2 separate regions of the Mus musculus genome follow, and region 1 is linked to region 2. Evidence: chromatin contacts called from public HiChIP or PLAC-seq data. All regions are on one chromosome and are shown on one strand. The core of a region is the stretch at or near the end of the contact, and the rest is flanking DNA. Distances in the headings are between cores, read along the strand shown.

What was found. HiChIP or PLAC-seq counts read pairs in DNA pulled down with a chosen protein or histone mark.
Region 1: a contact with region 2 is called in an H3K4me3 HiChIP or PLAC-seq map of embryonic limb bud, with 4 times the contacts expected there. The contact joins the promoter of Bnip2 here to the enhancer-like site in region 2. A contact is called at or near these places in 1 of 15 datasets of contacts at CTCF or cohesin (CD8 T cells) and 4 of 115 datasets of contacts at active chromatin or transcription factors (embryonic basal ganglia, embryonic hindbrain, embryonic limb bud and 1 more).

Annotation. Positions count from the first base shown.
Region 1 is chr9:69,988,188-69,991,001 of GRCm38.p6, reverse strand. It overlaps Bnip2 (BCL2/adenovirus E1B interacting protein 2), which reads right to left and starts at 1,536. Exons shown (of 11, transcript NM_016787.4): 1 at 1,313-1,536.
Region 2 is chr9:69,680,309-69,683,136 of GRCm38.p6, reverse strand. No RefSeq gene overlaps it. Among named protein-coding and RNA genes, the nearest start is that of Gm31469, 9.1 kb to the right of the region's middle. Within about 2 kb of position 1,271, at least 24 of the 459 cell types and tissues checked have an H3K27ac peak or open chromatin away from gene starts, as enhancers often do. A contact at or near this core is called in embryonic limb bud, where this site is marked.

The sequences.
Region 1 (2,814 bases), core at 287-2,786, 310 kb before region 2:
ACCCTATGTCCTGATCCCCAGATCTATAACAAACCTGTCTGTAAAACCAAATGTGGTTATACTTAAGGGTGAAAGGTCCTGCGATGCCTAAAGATGTAAGTATGTTGGTTTATGGTAATTCAGTCCCTACGCTATGCACATGTCACATTTCCTAGTCCAGCAAGTTAGAAAAGACCTAAGAATGGCATTGAGAGATAGAGATTGATTAAGAACCAAGCCAAAAAAATAATGTGCGAGGCAACCAAACATTGGTAACTTCATGTATGGGTAACTAAACTAGATAACTTCAACTCTAACTTTGAAGGAACACCCACTCATGAATTACAGAGTTTCTACAAGTGAAGGCTAGAGGAGTGGGTCAGTAGTTAAGCATGCTTGCTGCTCTTCACAGGAGCCTATTTCGGTTCCCACCACAACAGCCTATAATGCTAGCAGCTCCAGGGGTTCCGATGCCCTCTGCAGTCGCCTATACCACATGACAAGACACATTAAAAAAAAAAAACCTTTGAGAAAAAAAACCCTCTACAATTAAAGGATTCTAATAAATCATAAGAAAACGTGCATTTCATTGAAGATGGGAATTCAAGTATAAGGGAAAACATCCTAATTAAAAGTGACGCAAAAGAAAGCAATACTAAGATGCAATTGCAGATGAAAGGCACTTTTATAGAAATACTTTGATAAACACTGCAAAAGTTGTGTCCTCATAGAGTTCCTAGGACAAAGGAAGTTTCGAAGTAACGTAATATAGATCCAAATAAGTTTCTGCTTGAACGTGAACAGACTTAGGAAGAATTCTCCAGTGGCATCGCATGCATACAGCAATCCAAAGCATCCTAGCCGGTATTTAAATGAAGAGGTTAAGTGTCTGAGAACAGCCAAGGATCAGGCATTGACGTACACACCCTACAATAGGATATCACACTCAGGAAGGTTCAAGAGAGCCCTGATGACTTATAGGATGCTGTCTGTGTATGCTGTCTGCGTCCATCCCCCCGAGGCTATGGGGTGCACTACACGCCCAAGTTTCTTTGTTCTGCTCTGGACTGACGCCGGTTAGGAACACGGAACAAACGAGGCTAGGGGAAGCCAGGAACCGGGAGGTTCCGCTCCAGGCTTTCGGGCCACAGACGGAAAAAGGAAGGGGGCGAGAGCCTGGCACCAGCGTCCGAGGCAGGGCGGGGCCCGGCAGCGCTCGGACCCGGAACGCGAACGCGCCAGTCCACGGCCGCCACCCCCGCCTGGCCTGGCCGATCCTCCCGCAGCCCTCCGGCTGTGCCGTAGCCCGGCCCGCTACCCAAGCCGTGCTCACCCCGGAGGAAGCCGCGGCCCCCTCGTCCTCTTTGCCCCTCCAGGCCGGCGACGTGGGGCTGACGGCCAGGTCGCAGAAAGCGGCGCCGGGCAGAGCCCGCTGCCCTTGGTCGGCTGTGGAGACGGGGCCCAGCTTTTCCCGGACGATCTTAGTTGCAGTCCGGGCGGCTGCAGCTGACCCGGATTCAGTGCGTACGCCCCGGCGGAAGTGACCACCTCCGGACCGGCGCCGGGCGCGGCCGAGGGAGGAAGCGGGGGCGGGGCGTTTTCCTAAAATCCTCGGCGGGCTTCCTCTCTGCGCATGCGCAGCCGTGAGCCCTTCTGTCCCGGGCCAGCTAAGGCTTTGGCTTGCTGCTGGCGAGGGAGGAGGAGGGCGCAGCTTTCTAAGGCTCACGCACTTAACGTTACTGTAGGGACCTAACCTCGCTGTCTTGAAAGAGCTATTCGTTTCTCTCTGTTTTCCTTTACTTGACATTATATTAACTATATTACAGAGTGAATGAAAAGGGGGTGAAAAATAGTCGATGTCTTATGTACGATAGCCAGGTCCTAGAAGAATCTACTTTGATAGAATTTTCCGACGTGAATAGTTTTTCTCTCCAGTAATGCTTCTGAGAGAGTAATAAGTACCCCACCCCTCTCCTCCCCAGACTCCTCTCCTGTGTTCCGAGTTGGCCTTGAATTCCTTCCAGTGTATCTGAAATAACCTTGAAAACTAATTTTCCTGCCCCAGTCTCCAGAGAGCTGAGATTATCTACATGATTGTTACCACATTGTGGTAGAGATAGAGACAACTTAGGGCTTCCTGACTGCTGCTAGGTAGGCACTCTATTATCTGAACTTTCCGTTCCCACCATGTGGTTGCTGGGATTTGAACTCCGGACCTTCCGAAGGTCCCGAGATCATAGGAAATTTCATTACGATTCACGACTGTAGCAATATTACTGTTCTGAAGTTGCAACGGAGTAATTTTGTGGTTGGGGGTCTCCACAACATGAGGAACTGTACTAAAGGGTCCCAGCTTTAGGAAAGTTTAGAACTATTGCTTTAAAACATGCTTTTCCCAGTTATTTGTGGGTCCTATCTTGATGACGTAGAAAAAATGAAAATAAAAGTGAAGTCAGTAAATGTAAAATATTTTATTATCACAGTCAACAGTCCTAAAATTGGCTGTCGTAAAAAAAAAAAATCCTCAAAAAGGGGGAGGAGGGGATAAGAGGTTTGTGGAGAGGAAACTGGGAAGGGGATAACATTTGAAATGTCAATAAATAAAATAACCAATAAAAAATTCTCAAAAGATCTCAACTTCTGTACTTTTCTGTGTGGGCCATTAACAATTTTTTTGAATGGCTTCCGTCTATGAGCTGTCCTTTTAAGCAGCTTCAAGGGGCTGTTATTTTGGAGGGCAAGGTCATCCCTCTTAGAAGTTGAACGTGCTCAACCTGTCCAGAGAGCTAGTAGGTAACTATTTGGGCAAGCCTATTACTCCTAAAAGGAATGGTG
Region 2 (2,828 bases), core at 22-2,521:
GCGCAAGCTAGTAGTATATCATGAACTCTCAACCAACACTGCCTGGCATACTTTGTCGCAGAATCAAGACTACAATATTTCCCTGTCAGCATCATCTCTTAGTATATAAGTATCAAGGTTTATCTTTGGGTTATACTCTGCTAGAATGCCTGATCTTCTAAAAATTGCTGATTGAGTTTCTTTTCTTTTTCTTTTAAAGATTTATTTCTTTATCTCTCAGATAAATCGAAGAGCTACATGCTCAGCACCTTTCAAGTTTGGCCCCACCTGCAAATAATGTGACTGTGTAAGACAAATACTTTATGATTTTTAAAATATGAAGGAAATTAGTTTGGTCTACTGAGAGGATGAACACTGACCAGGGATGAGGTATATATTTCAAGCACACAGCCCCAGTAACACACTCTTACTGCAACTAGAGCCTCCCTCCTAGTTTCCAGACCTTCCTAATAAGGCTGCCAAGTCCTGAATCCATCACCTGAGCATGTAGCTCAGTTCACAGAGCGCTTGCCTAGCGTGCACAAAGGCCGGGTTTCCATCCCTGGCTTCCCATAAACGGCACATTTCTGTAATCTCAGCACTTGTAGGGTAAAAACAGGGAGCTCAGACATTCAAAGACATCCTTGGCAAGTTCAAATCCAGCCTGGGGTACATGAGATACTGTCTAGAAAGAAAGGAAAGAAGATGGGAGGAGAGGGGAGCGGGGGGAAAAGAGAGGGGAGGGGAAGGGAAGGGAAGAGAGAAGAGGGGAGGAGAGAGGAGGAAAGGAGAGAAGGGAAGGGGAGGGGGAGGAAAAGAGGGGAGAAAAGGGGAAGGGAGGGGGAGGTGAATGGAAGGGAAGAGGGGAGGGGAGGAGAGGGGAGGGGAGGAGAGGGGAGTTTCAGTTTGGAGGAGGTCTCTGTGGTCCTAAAGTACCTGGCTTTTAAAGTCCTGCACAGCTAGGGTGTAAGAAACTCAGACAACAGTATCAATCTCATACAACCTTTGGACAGGGCCGTGTGTAAGTTAACACTAGCTTTGGCCACGTGATTGCTTCTCTCTTGGAAGCAGAAATAAAGACTCTCTGGGCTTCCCACCCAGGCCCTGGCTTTGAGCAGGCTGCAGCTGCCTCTGAGGTTGCTCTCTGGCCAGGATGTGATTGAAAGTTCACACTTTAAAAGTCCACTTAAGAGGATTTAAAAGAAACAACAACAGAAGCAGGTGGCACAGGAGTGACCTAGTCACCTTTTGCCCCTAGCACCATTTCAACAGCTGGGAAGACCTGGGCCAACCAGCCGTGCTGGACCATAAACCTCCCTGTGACGCCTGACCACCCGCTTCTGCTGTGAATAGAGTGCCTGGAAGGGACTCAGGCTAAAGCAAAATAACCTGCAACATGAGACACAGTCCCAGCTAGAACACAGGCACATGTGCAGGCAGGCAGAGTCTAATCTAAGGACCTGTAACTTAGGACCAAAGGTGTTTCTGCCAGCTCACTTGCCAAGCAGAGGTCCTGTGTTTGTGTCTTAGATCCGGTGAAGTGGACAGGAAGCCTGGCCGTTAGACTGCGTAAGCAGCTGTAATGTCAGGGACCTCAACCCACAAACAAAGCAGTTCAGGAATGAGCCCAGCTCAGGAATGAGCCCAGCTCAGGGCCTTTGTGAAGTTTAGATCTGGGAGTTAACATGTCACAACAGCAGGAGATCAGCAAGGACAATCGGGGGTGGGGGTGGGAGGATGTGAAGAGGCCCAAAACTTGATGATGTTCTCATTCAAAGGAAAGACTATTTGATCTTTAGAGATCATGTCTTCTATTTTGATATAAACTGCCAAATTCAAATGACATATGACATACGCCCTTCAGACTCCTTGCACACCATTTGGTCTCTTCAGTTCTGGGGTACCCATTCGAAGTGATTCTGAGGAGGATTCTTTATAACCGGGTTCTAACCAGGCTGGCTAGCCAGCCATTTGTGACAAGGACTGAGGTAAACTTGCAGAGCTGACACTTCTGAAGTCACAGACCTACCAGGAGTATGTAGCTCCCTACTTCCATGTAATTAGCAAACTTAGACAAAGGAATGAGGTTATGGGGGCCAGTGCTACAGGCTGGCCTTTCTATTTACTACTAGTTATTCAACTACTAGATATTATAAACAAAGTGTCACTCATTCCTGCTCCCTCTCCTGACACAGTGGCCCTAATGCCCCGCCAACTATAGTCTTAGAGACTCTTGTCTGCACTCAGCTCCTTCTCTTGTATCAAAATCATGCCAGTTCAATGACAACTGAAAGATAATGTCACCAAGAAGAGCAGGAAAACAAGGCTGTTCACCCTACTTCAAGCCATAAATGTCTTCACAGAAACCACCATCTTACATTCATCTTTAAAACTTAATTTATCAAGCACAGTGCCATGTATCTTTAATCCGAGCACTCAGGAGGCACAGACAGACAGGTGGATCTCTGTGAGTTCAAGACCAGCCTGTTCTACCTAAGTAGATCCTACCAAACAGACAAAATTTTAATTTAACATTTAAAAATGTATCATCTGTTTCCACAACCTGTTCACAAGGTTAGTGAACTTAATCTGTCCATAAAAATTCGATCTTGCGCTCTGCCGTCATATTATACACATGTATCAGATACATTCCCATAGATGCTGCAAAGAGGACAGACAGGCAGACAATTCATGCACAGGCATACTCAAGCATACTCACAGGACACACACACACACAATCACATACATACCCAATATACAAAGAGATACATACATGTGAAATCTCTTCATAGAGTATCTTTTAGTTATTCTTTGATAATGTCATGCATGTTAATATATCTTGATCATAA